Regions from separate parts of the Mus musculus genome. Here all the other regions are linked to region 1. A link is a contact called in public promoter capture Hi-C data. All regions are on one chromosome and are shown on one strand. The core of a region is the stretch at or near the end of the contact, and the rest is flanking DNA. Distances in the headings are between cores, read along the strand shown.

Region 1 (2,849 bases), core at 302-2,801:
CCTGCCACATCTCAAACATAAACATATCCTGCTACCCACTGCATGGGCCTCTGGGAGGCACAGGGGCACTGTGCCAAGAAGGCCTGTGTACATACAGTAACCCCAGCTGAATGACCAGGCTAGGCTCACATACCCACCCACTTGTGCTCTCCTTCATTGGAGCAGCACCCACAGGACAAAGCCTGAGCATACAGTGTGACATATATACACACACAATGTCAGAGGCTAATCTAGGTGACAGCCTAAAGGCAAGGGATTGGAGTGTGTGTGTGTGTGTGTGTGTGTGTGTGTGTGTACACTGTCAAAATGTCATCAGTAGTCCACAGACTGTTCTTACCTACCAAAGTTGTGCTTGCTGTAGGAGACCCTTGTACACAAATGCTAAATGCAACACTACACTAATGAGACAGTGCACACTGCACAGTGAGAGCTTAATTGCCCTGAATTCACATCACTTTTGATTCTATCTCTCAATATTATAAGACTTAGGCCTGGCAGCACATGTGTTGTATACTATACCCCTAGTAGGCCCCAGAGCTATACCAGTGCTAGAGACAAGCACTTTTGTATGTATTGGTATGTACACATTGGGCAGCTGTTGACATCCAAAAATGGAGGGGTCAGAGAACCACCTCTTTCTTACTTCCAAAATCACTTGGGATATAGAGATGACCAGACCTCTTAAGCAGTAGATGTCCAGTGAGTGAGATGCTTATCAAACTATATACACAGAATTTACACAAACACACATCTTGGAGTCTTAAAAAGAACGCACACAAACACTAACTCATAAACACATGCTAATATGCTCAAGGCAAGATACAAGCTAGTAAAGATGCCAACAGGCGTACAAACTCAAACTGAACACCTATTTGGGGTAACACAAACTCCTGCACACATTGATCTCCTCAAGTGAGCACACAGATCCAAACTTGAACATCTCCAGATTAACACCAACACAAGTATCAGAAACAGAATCAAACAAAACCAAAGAAAACAGGCCTCCTTGAAGACACCTTGACGGACTAGTGAAAACCATGTGAACGCACTGTAGAAGGACAGGCCTTTTCCTGAGAAAACTACACACACACACACACACACACACACACACACACACAAACACACACACCTTTCTTCTTGCATGGATATTAGCATGGATACTAGCACTGGGTAGTGTCCCAGAGTAAGCATGGATGAATCCCGTTTCGCGGTGTTCCTACCTGTCCTGATGGTCCGAGGAGTCGGGTAATTTTTCTCTAAATCCATTTCGATATTTCAGGACTTGATGAAATGGACAGCGAGGAAAAGTTTCCACTTTTTTTGGGGTGTCTTTTTTCCTTTTCTTTCTTTTTTCTTTTCTTTTTTCTTTCTTTGTTTTATTTTCTTTTCTCCCTCTTTTTCTTTCTTCCTTTCCTCTTTCTTTCTTTCTTTCTTTCTTTCTTTCTTTCTTTCTTTCTTTCTTTCTTTCTTTCTTTCTTTTTTTTGGTGCTGGGGCCCGCTCACAAGTCGGAATAATTGAAGCCTTCCGCTCCCCCGCCGAGCTGGGGTAGCTGATCACTGAGCTGAAACTAAACGTTTTAGGTGGAAAAAAAGCGTCCGAAGGCACCGTGAAATGATTAAGGAACTAAAGAGCTTCTCGCCATGTGAGATCATGTCCTGTTCTCGCCAACATCACAAGATGTCCCCAGACACGTCGCGCCCCCGGCGCACCGCCCCGCACTGCGGGCCAAGAACCAGGGAAAGGGTGTCAGCTCTGCGGCCTGCCCAGCGTGCCAGACGGGGCGGACCAGGCCTGGCCGAAGGTGTGCAAGAGGCCCAGAGAGCAGCAATGCCGCCTCGGTGCCGCCTTGGACTTTTATAGGGGGTTGGGGGCAGGGAAGGAAAGATTCAGACTGCGCCCGGCCCGGCGTTAGTCGCGCGCCTAGGGGAAGGAGAACCTGAGTCACAGGGTCGTACCCGCTTCCAAACCTGTGTCTGGGGGTCGCGGCCCTGTGCGCTTTTGCTCTACATGTAAACTCTGCTTTGTGAGGGCCAGTAGGCCCATTTTTTTATTTTAAAGAAAGAACAATTCTGCCAAGCAAGTGGTTTTGAACCCTGTACTAGCACAATTGTCAACCACAGGGGATGCTCCAGCATCCTCAGATTCACCCCTAGGGCGGCGCCCGCCCTCGGGGTTCCCAACTACCCCACCCCCAACTCAATTGCAACCTCCATAGGTCTGCTGGGCTCATCTTCCAGGGCAGCTTCAGATCACTACAGTATCTAGGTCCCATTCAGCCACCAGGTCCCAGATCTCCCCTTTAGAACTCGACCCTTTTTACCCCAGAGCCCAGAGGTTCAGCGGAAAGCTGCTGATAAAACCCGGTCCTCTGCTTTTGGAGCACCCGGGCCAAGCAGAACCATCCTAGCAGGCTCGGAGAACAGGCAAAAATTCTGGACACCTTACCCAGGCCCCTAAATGGAATCCCACTGCCCTCGGGCCAAGAGACCTTGTAGCATCCCCGAGTTCCCAGACTTGATTTTCCAGAGAGAAAATCGGTTGCAGAGGAACTAGGTAAAGGTGTGGTGTCCAACCTCGCTCCCTGCCGTCCGAGCTCAAGCCTCCTCTACTCTGCTCCCTCCCCAGTCTGAATTCCAAGCGGCTGGGTTTGGCCGCGAGAAGCCTATAGAGCCCCGTTGCGGGGGTGGTCGCAGGGGAAGGTTCTCCAGGGCGGGTGAGCGCTCTAGGGCCACTGGACAATGGCAGTTTCGGAAAGTGAATCGCTCTCCGAGAGTGTTTGTTTGATTTTTTTTTTTTTGGAGGGGGGTGGTCACGAGGCTGGGCTGCAACCTAGGGGAGAGAGCCTAGA
Region 2 (3,289 bases), core at 404-2,903, 1.1 Mb after region 1:
AGGGAAATAGACCTGGCTCAGTGTCACTGGAGAAGCCAGGAGCTACCCAGTAGTACCCCCAGCCAGCACTGTCCCCCACTGGAGCCTGGACTGGGAAAGAGCCATAGTGACTTTTCCGTGTCACCCAGCCTGCTTCAGCCCCTCACTGTGTCTAGTAGACTTCCTGCCCCATGGCCAGCGGTCCACCAGAATCCTGGACGTGAGCACGCGTCCATGAGATGTTTGGAGGGAGAGGAGGCAAGCTGGAAGAGGAGCCCCCAGGTATCTTTCTTGAAGTGTTACCTTGGGCATCTGGCTTAGACATCCTCTCCCAGCTCAGGCCAGAAATCTCCAGAAGCCCGAAACATGGAACACTTACCACGCCGAGTTCCCCACTACCCTATCCAGATGAAACAAACACTGTTCTCTCAGAGCTCCTGACCAAGTCAAACCCCACACACAGGCAAAGTAGGCTAGCTTCTCTGGACATCCATAGACACTGCTGTTTTGGGTTTTCTTTCTTTCTTTCTTTCTTTCTTTCTTTCTTTCTTTCTTTCTTTCTTTCTTTCTTTCTTTCTTTCTTTCTTTTTTGACACAGGACAGTGATCAGTTAGGGCACTAGGGGCACTTACAATGTGGTGTTAAAAACCAGTTAACCTTTGACATCCCTAGCAGTTGGTAGTTTTCTATTGATTTCCTTAAAGCAGGACCCTTCAGATTACGTGCCCTTTAGACTGGATCAGCATCTCTGGTCCCACAATCTTTTCAGAGCTCACGTTTCCAAAGGTCTTGCCCTTTGTGGCTGGAAGCTCCTCGAAGCCCTTGGTCTGAGACTCACTGGATAGCCAGGATTCTGATGCTCTGTCTTGGTGCTTCTTGAATCCTGTGTGGGACCCCTGCACTCTGGGAATCCTCACCTTCCTTCCTCCATTCAACCTATCCACCTGGACCCATTTTCAAGTAACTATAATAACAGGTTCTTAAGCATTCACATTCCTGTTTGTTCTAGGGCTGAAGTCTGCACGCAGTGGGTAAGGTAGCAAGCAGGCTGTAGAAAGACGCGAAACACTGCTCCTGAAGGGGAAACTGAGGCCCAGGCTGTGTTGTCCACTTTTGTACAATGAAATTCTCTGTCCCACACCCAAGAGCATTGGGGTCCCGCTCTTCCCATTTGCCTGGGTCTTTCTAGGTCAAACCCCACTCACCGAACTCGCAGGGCCCATCGCGAGCCTTGTGCAGGTGGCCATGGTGCGCGCGGGGTGCATGTCGGGCGCGCAGACGTAGCGCGCAGATGCTGGAGTAGGAGCGGCCGTCAGAGCCGCAGACGGCGCCGCGTTGCGCGCACACGCAAAGCCCGGTGCCCTCGGGCGCCGTCCCCGAGGCGCGACTCGCACACACCAGGCCAGGGCCACAGCGTGAGCCCACGGGTCCCCCGCAACTCGCGCCCTCGGCGCCCAGGCAGCGCGCGCAGCAGCCGCACTCGTCGCGCGCGGAGATCCAGGGCGCTGGGCAAGGCGAGGGCGCAGGGCAGCGATCCTGCTGGCACGGGCTGCACTCGGGGTGTCGTCTACCCGCGTCGCGGAGCCCGAGACCCCGGGCCAGTGATGGCAGGAGCAGGAGCAGCAGCGGCAGACGCGGCATGGCCGGCTCCCAGACGGACGGCAGCAGCGCCTCTGCTCCTCTTAGCGCTCGGTGCGTGCAAAGCCACCGCGCCCGCCCCGCGCCCGCTGATTGGCCCGGCCCGCACCGCGGGGCGCCCCTCGGCCCGGGACCAGCGCTGCGCGGCCCTACTGGCTCACTGAACTGCAGAGAAGTCTCCAGAACAGCTCTGCCACCTCCGATTGAGCGCTGGGGGAGACTCAGCGTGGTCCAAACGGCAACTTGTCTCGGCCTTAAAATGTAATGACTCTCAGTCTTCCCACCAGGACGCCTTATTTTACTTTGCTCTCTTTCTTGTTTTGTTTAGGAAAGGGAATCTCTAGTTTAAGATGCCAGATTTTATAAATGGATAGATGGATTTCTTTCCCAGATCGAATACTCAGTTCCCCAGTCCCATTTCCAGTGGCTGCTCTGGCTATTGGGTTCTTGGGTGTGTTTTCAGGCATCTTCTCTGCCTGTACAAGCATGTGTGAGCACATAGCCCAGTCCCCTCATATAAAACATCCACTGCCCGAGTGCACGTATGATTTTGCACTTGGTCTTTTCTACTTACAGAATTTCCAGTTTCCCACCTTTTATCATCTCTGGAACCCGACTCTCTTTCAAGCAATGGGTGCACAGGTGAAAAGGCTATGTGCTCTCACGGGTCTTTCTTTCTCTCTTTCAAAATTTTTTTTCATTTAATTTAAGTGCACTGGTAAGAAGGTGTCAGATTCCCTTGTGAACTGCTTTATGGGTGCTAAGAATTGAACCCAGGTCCCCTGGAAGAGGAATCCGGTGCTCTTAAGCACTGCACCAAGACTCCAGCGCCTCATGGATATTTCTTAATGCTGCATAAATCCATGCATCTTATAGTTGACAGGGCCTTGAGGTGGCTAGATACAGTGATGTATTTTGGACTTTGTGTGGACCAGTCTTGATTGTTACACTCTGCATATTATTTAGATACACAAATGGAAATTAACCACTTGTGTTCTGACCTTTGGCTACTAAGAATGTTGGGACAGGGTCCCAGAGCACAAATCTCAGGACACCCATATTGAGGTTTGGTCTTTTGCTATGTATTGTAATGCTAAATACTACTACTACTACACACACACACCCCAGGGCCTGGTTGCATGTATACAAGTGATGCTATGTAACCTTACCCACCAAGTTATCCCTGATTGGCGAATAAAGATGCCTATTGTCTATAACTGGGCAGAAGAAAGATGGGCAGTGAGTGATTGGTTTCCCCAGGCTTGGGGTCTGAGGAGAAACCACAAGGAGGAGAGGGGAGAAGGTGCAGAAAAGAGAGATGGCATGTGGTAGGCAAGTGAGTCATGAAAACATGGCCATGAGGCTGGGCAATTGGAGTTAAGAGCAGCTCAGATGAACATAGCAAGTTATAACTCGGGGTTATTGATACGGAAGTAGACATAATAACATGGTGGGTAGATATCTACCCAGCTCTAGTGCTGACTAAGGTTTATTAAAATATAAAAGTTGCATGTCTTTTATCTGGAAACCGAATGACCTAAGGTGGGATAGAAACCCCGATTTGAGATTAAATATCTACCACAACACACCTATGACATAGCTGGTAAAGTGTGTTTAAAGACAGGGTCTGGCTGTGGGGTATCCATACAGGCTACTAGGCAGTCTGCATACT
Region 3 (3,092 bases), core at 530-3,029, 1.1 Mb after region 1:
CAAACCCTAAAAAACGTAATTTTAAAACTTTGCTTAGTCTTTTTGCCTTCTTGTAAATTATATATTTTGAACAAGGTAACTTAGAAACCAGAGTCACTATCTATCTATCTATCTATCTATCTATCTATCTATCTATCATCTATCTATCTATCCACCCATCTATCTAGAGCCATAGTAAAGACACCTAACTAAGCCAGACTCTTCCTTGAGAAGCCCATATCCACACTTGGGTATATTTGGTCCTTTTCCTGTGCGTGTGGCGTGTCTCACTCACTTAGATAAAGAGCAAATAGTAACACTTACCGCCTTAAACTCCTCCTCTGCTGCATCGTTAAGGGTTCAGCTCTAACTGAGTGGAGCTCCCTGGGCGGGGAGTGGGGGGGGCATTTCTGGGTTTTGTCTCCTCACCGGGGATTGTATTCAAACTTCACAAGTACTGGGCGAGCTACATGCCCAGTTCCTACTATGCTCTGCCAGGATGTTTTTCTTGGGGTGCCCCATAACCTCCCACACACTGGTCTGGCTTTGCCCTCTGGCACTCCACAGACCCTGCCTGATCTGGACTTTCAGAGACTTGGTGTACATATTTTGTTCCTTGAGTTCTAAAGGGAGAATACTCCAGATTTTTCAGTCACCTGGATCTTGTGCCAGCCTTTCTTAGTGACTCCCTAGTTCTGTGACTTCCATGGAAAGGTCTAGAAGAGACGCTCAGAGTGTAGGTGGAGGGTAGGTAGAATTTATCACCCAGCAGTAGGGGATTGCACAATAGCCAAAGGGACCACGTGAGAGCAGACAGAGGTCAGAGACCACTGCCACTGTGCTGACCATTTGTGAGTGGGCTTTTTCTAGAGCAGGTAGCTGTTTCTAAGGAATGTTTTCTGTCTGGGTGATGGACAGGTCTATTTGGATTCACTCTTAAAGTAAGGAAGAATGGTATGTCTTGTTTTTTTTTACCAGAAAGCTTGAAGGGAGGCAATAATCTTGCTGAGGGTTGTTTAGATAGTTATCTATTAATGACACCTCCACCCAAGACAGTACAGCATGTTATATCTCTACCCAGGATAAGAGCTATGACAAGATCACACTCCTTTGACCAGTAATAAAGTCCTGCGATTTCAGATTCAATCCTATAAGCCATTGGTTATGAGAGTGGTGTCCTTCAAATCCACTAATCTGTAACTAGCTACTTAACACCGCCAGGATTCTTCACACAATATGGCAGCCAGCCTAATCCCCGTGTAACTCACTTCCACTGTCTTTCTGACTGCATTTTAGGCTGTTTTTTTAAAATGCATGTTATTTTAAAAATCTTCAGTTCCTACAACCCCAACCCCAGGGTCTTGGCCCAACTGTCCACCCTCAGCTCAAAAGCAGAGACCAATGGTCAATGTAGACTTTATAAACAACATAGCCCATTTTGTTTGGAATGTATCCGATCTGCTCACGATTTTGGAACAAGAATTTTCAGTACTGTCTTAGTAAAACAGGCTCAGGAATGCTGATCCGCGGCACTCTATCAACAAGGTCTGTCAATGGTTGATATTTAAGGAGGGGTCCCAGGATAGAGCCGGGCATGTGATCCTAGGAAAACCCCACCTCTCTCTGGGTCCCTCTTTTGATTGTCAAAGGAGTGTCCTTAGGCTCTCAGACTTGAGATGCCTGCTCCAAAGAAGCCAAATCAGAATCCTCTGGAAGGTGCCTGATGCTGGACCTAAGATTAGGCTAGGGGAAATCAGGGTGTTGAGCCGAGATCCCTCAGTGGTGGGCGGTGCCGGGAGCAGGCGGAGCTTAGCTGGTGACGGAACCACATTGGCTGGCTAGCGGCTGAGCGAGGCGGGTCCGCACGGCTGCTGAACTGACCGGAGAACGCTGATACTAGAATTTGAGCCTGAGCGCGATTCGGAGCCTGAGCCCCAGACCACCGCAGGTAGCTACCGCCGCCCTCCCTCCGCACTGGGGCACGCTACGGTCCCCGAATGGCAGGTCTCTTCCGGGTGCACTGCTGGGTTCTTTCCACGCCGCTTCCTATCGGGGAGACACTGGATGGGCTGGGAGAACACAGAACCACCCAAACCTTCTCATCTTGGTTCCCATCTGGGGCTAGAGCCACTGGCCATAGTGGACAGGCTAGGTCTAAGTGTGTGTTCCGGGGTTCTGACTTCAGGCCTTTCACTCGGTGGACATGAGTATCTGATATTGGGAGGAACCACAAAGCTAGGCCTTTGGGAATCCAAATCCAAAGATGAGAGAGTAGTGTCCCTGAACATCTGTGGTTCCCTCTAGAGTAGCCATCAAAATCTGTTCTACTCAACCTGACGGGGACAGGGAGGGAGGCTGCTGAATTTACAGTGAGAAGATGAACCGCAAACTGTAAAGCTGGATAACCTGTGACCAGAGCTTTGTCTTTTCTTTTCTTTTCTTTTCTTTTCTTTCTTTTCTTTTCCTCTCTCTCTCTCCCTCTCTCCCTTCCTTCTTTTCTTCCTTTCTTCCTTCCTTTCTTTCTTTCAAGATTTATTCATTTCATTTATGTGAGTTCACTGTAGCTGACTTCAGACACACCAGAAGAGGGCGTCAGATCTCATTACAGGTGGTTTTGAGCCACCATGTGGTTGCTGGGAATTGAACTTCGAACCTCTGGAAGAGCAGTCAGTGCTCTTAACTGCTTAGCCAGCTCTCCAGCCGGACCAGAGACTTTTCTATGTGCAAAATGAAAGCAACCACTTGGACCCTGTGAAGATTCTGAGCAGCAGAGCCTTGGTGTGACCTAAGAGCAATTTCACACACACACACACACACACACACACACACACACACACACACAGAGAGAGAGAGAGAGAGAGAGAGAGAGAGAGAGAGAGAGATCCTGGTCTTTTGGTTACAAGGACAAAGCAGATGTCCTTGATGGGCCTGCTGGCTCAGGTTCCCCTGGGAGGGCTTTTTTCTGGTCAGCATTGATTTCTGTATGGCTAAGGACCTGGTGGGATCCTTGCTTTCGTGGATTAGGTTTTTTTTTTCTTTCTCTGCACTTGGGACAGAGGGTTGAAAGGGCCTGGGATGGGAGTGGGGGTGGGGGTGGGGGTGGAGGTCAAGGA
Region 4 (3,221 bases), core at 611-3,110, 1.2 Mb before region 1:
CATGAGCATGAGTCCTGTGAATGTTCTAGAATCAGGAATAACACCTAGGTAGCAGGGCTCCAGTCCTTCATCCTCAGTATCTACCTCTTCAATCTTTCCCCAGCTAGGCGCCCCCAGAAATGCACGACACAATGCCAAAGCTCACCCCCACATATACATACACACCCTTTACAAGTCTGTTACAGGCCTGCAGCTTCTGGGTTAAAGACAAACTTTTTTTTTTTTTTTTTTTTTTGTGATGCTTTATTTGAAACCCAGGGGACGCCAGAGGCAACAGCATGAAGGCCATTCTCTGTCCCCAGCTTTCAGGTCAGAAACCAAACTTGGGACCCTAGGAGCCTTCCAGCTGTGGGCTCTCCCATGCATGATATCCACCCACATCCTCTCTGGCTTCTACCCACTTCTCCCTGCCCACTTCCTGTGTCTGAGGAGACAATGAGGTATCTGCGTAAGCTTAGAGAGGACATGGGGGAACCTGGCTAAACCCTAAATGGAGGGAAAGGTGTGAGCAACGAGTTTGGGGGCTTACAGGAGAACGTAGAAAAGGTAAGTGTGGAGATCTCTCTTTGCAACTCCTTCCTCAGGAAACCAGGAGGCTTCCGACTCTGAGATGTATGGACGCTGTCATGCAACTTAGGATGCTCCTGCCACTCAGCAAAGTCTCAATGCCCTGGAGGTGGTTAGAAACCAAACATGCCCTAGCCAGGACAGCAGGAGTCCCTGACCCAGTAGCTGAGCCATGGGTGCCCACAGTTCCAGGTCCTCCTCAGCTGGGTGCAGGCTGGCTGTTGGCATAGGCTTGATCTGGGAAGGAAGCCCGGCCTCTGCGGGTCTGGGCACACACGGAGGCATAAAGTTCCGGCTCAGGGCCTGGGGCCTGGGGCTTTGGCTCAGAGTCCAGCACCACCTCACAGTACTTGATGGGGTTTCCAGAGCTGGGGATCCGACCTTGAGCTGGTCGCAGCTGCAGGCTAGTGTAGCACATGGCCTCCTCCGCCCCCTGGAGATGCGAAGCTGTTAGTTGGTCTCTGCACCCTCGGGAATGGGCCCCATTTCCTTTCCTCCCCCTTTCTTCGGCCAGCTGACTCACCCTGGCAAGGCCTCCAGAGGATGGTGGGTCCTGCTCTTCTGACCTTGGTTCTTGAGACAGCCGACCTGGGACAAAGGCACAGCAATCTGATGAGCTCCTGATTGCCCCTGGTGTCTCCATTATCTCCATCTCCATCCCGTGTACTAGGAGTCGGCCCTTGTGCCCTCATCCTCCCTGACCGCATCACCTACCTGTCTGTAAATAGTGCAGGTTGCCATACAGGGGAACTTCTTCCGCGGACCTTCCGGAGCTGCAGCAGAGAGTTTGAGAGTGAATGGGGACTTTTTTTAGTTAAGAGAGAGGTACTCAGTTAACCCACCCCAGTTATCCTTCACTCACAGTGGTCCCTGTCCCTCCTGGTTCCTTCTCCGACCACGGGTCCACTGGGACAAGAGTGCAGCCAATGAGATGAGAAGCAGCACCGTCACAACTCCTAAGAGGGCCCACAGTCCCCACGCGTGGCTTATGGAGGGGATCCCTGTGGATGCAAGTGGATGGGGCTGTTACTACCCTCCACAAGCCCCTTCCCCAGCCGGGATCAGATAGAACATGGAACCACATAACCCCTCCCCCAGGAGTCCCTGCCCCGCCCAGCTTACCCCATGCGAGTTGATCGTCAGTGGTACAGTTGTAATCTCTGCTCATGACTGCTGCTGGTGTGAGAGTCAGGGGTCAGTCCTACTTATGGCCTGACAGCTTGTCACAGCCCCCACAACCCGAATGTCTCCTTAAACCTGGCCTCCACAGCTCAGCATCGCCAACACTGACAGTGTCAAAGTTGCTGGTTTCCGGAGAGGAAGGCAGAGAGGAGGGATGAGCAAAAGAACAAAGACCCCGCCCTGTGCCTGCACCTGCATCACCCAGAACTCTCTGAAATCATCAGCTCTCTGAAATCCCCGTGTCTCTGAGTCCCCTTGAGCAGGGAGTAGACCGCATGCAGCTGAGTCCACGGAGACTCTGAAGAGCACAGGTGGCACGAGACAGGAATGAAAGGACAGGAGCCCTTAGCCACGGAATTTCACCTTTTCTCTCTGGCTCACATTGCCATGAAGGAGGTTTATGCTCAATGATTGTAGCTTTAGAATTCACAGCTCCACTACCGGTGGAAATAGTTGCATTTCTTTCTGTAGCCCAGGCTGGCTTCAAACTCATTATGAACTTGAACTCCTGACCTCCCTTCCTCCACCCACCAAGTTCTGGAATTACAGCCATGGAAAACCACCATGCCCAGTTGAGAAATACCTGTGTAACTATTGTTTTTGATACAAGTATTATAATTGGGGATAGGAAGATAGAGGAGGCTAATGTCTTTCCTCACAACCTACCTCATCTACACTGTCTGTGAGACCCTGTCACTACATTAATTGCATTAAAAGAATCTCTGACCCAGGCTAACTCAGGCAAACTGGGCCTGTTTTTGCAGTTAGTCACTTGCTAGAGAGACTAGGTGAGAGTTCCAAGGCTATGCAGTGAAACTCTGTCTCAGAGGTAGGGGTGGGGCTGGATAGCTCAGTCGGTAAAGGACTTGCCTAGAAATTGCAAAGACCTGAGTTTGAATCTCTAACACCCACATCAAAGCCAGGCTCAGTAGCACACTTCTGTAACCTTCTGTGGCGAGGGGACACAGGTGGATCACTACAGCTCACTGGCCAGCCAGTCTAGCTCCCTGTTAGGTGAGAGAACCTGTCTGAAAGAGTCAAAGAGAGAGTAATGGAGATGACACAAGAAGTCAATTTCCAGGCTGCGCGCGCACACACACACACACACACACACACACACACACACACACACACGAGAGCAGCTAGTTATGCAAGGGGCCCTTGGCACGAGCAGATCCCTCTACATCTAGAATCATTTTTTAAAAGTTTTATTTTTTTATTGTATATCTGCATGTACCTCCTGCACACCAGAAGGGGGCATCAGATTTCATCATTGCGATGGTTGTGAGCCACCATGTGGTTGCTGGGAATTGAACTCATGACCTCTGGAAGAGCAGCCAGTGCTCTTAACCTCTGAGCTATCTCTCCAGCCCTAGAATCAGTTTTTTTTGAGTTTGAAATTGTTAGGGTTTTGTTTTGTTCTGTTTTTGGCACAGTGTCTTCAACACCACAGATATTAAATAATTAAGTAA

The links. Promoter capture Hi-C pulls out the DNA fragments that hold promoters and counts their contacts.
Region 2: a promoter capture Hi-C map of hematopoietic stem and progenitor cells shows a contact between it and region 1, with 6 times the contacts expected there. The contact joins the promoter of Igfbpl1 here to the promoter of Pax5 in region 1. A contact is called at or near these places in 4 of 39 promoter capture datasets (the 3T3-L1 cell line, hematopoietic stem and progenitor cells, hippocampal neurons and 1 more).
Region 3: a contact with region 1 is called in a promoter capture Hi-C map of pre-B cells, with 3 times the contacts expected there. The contact joins the promoter of Aldh1b1 here to the promoter of Pax5 in region 1. A contact is called at or near these places in 6 of 39 promoter capture datasets (the C10 cell line, embryonic stem cells, hematopoietic stem and progenitor cells and 3 more) and 2 of 115 datasets of contacts at active chromatin or transcription factors (embryonic stem cells and large pre-B cells).
Region 4: a contact with region 1 is called in a promoter capture Hi-C map of pre-B cells, with 2.9 times the contacts expected there. The contact joins the promoter of Sit1 here to the promoter of Pax5 in region 1. A contact is called at or near these places in 1 of 39 promoter capture datasets (pre-B cells) and 1 of 484 Hi-C or Micro-C datasets (embryonic stem cells).

What each region holds. Positions count from the first base shown.
Region 1 is chr4:44,709,143-44,711,991 of GRCm38.p6, forward strand. It overlaps Pax5 (paired box 5), which reads right to left and starts at 1,552. Exons shown (of 10, transcript NM_008782.3): 1 at 1,221-1,552. The coding sequence starts at 1,266. RefSeq lists a promoter at 1,784-2,849.
Region 2 is chr4:45,825,174-45,828,462 of GRCm38.p6, forward strand. It overlaps Igfbpl1 (insulin-like growth factor binding protein-like 1), which reads right to left and starts at 1,654. Exons shown (of 5, transcript NM_018741.2): 1 at 1,185-1,654. The coding sequence starts at 1,620. It also overlaps a transcript of Stra6l not described here.
Region 3 is chr4:45,797,243-45,800,334 of GRCm38.p6, forward strand. Aldh1b1 (aldehyde dehydrogenase 1 family, member B1) reads left to right here and starts at 1,780. Exons shown (of 2, transcript NM_028270.4): 1 at 1,780-1,927.
Region 4 is chr4:43,481,849-43,485,069 of GRCm38.p6, forward strand. It overlaps Sit1 (suppression inducing transmembrane adaptor 1), which reads right to left and starts at 1,861. Exons shown (of 5, transcript NM_019436.3): 1 at 1,690-1,861; 2 at 1,430-1,568; 3 at 1,282-1,340; 4 at 1,091-1,155; 5 at 235-1,000. The coding sequence starts at 1,735. The coding sequence ends at 767.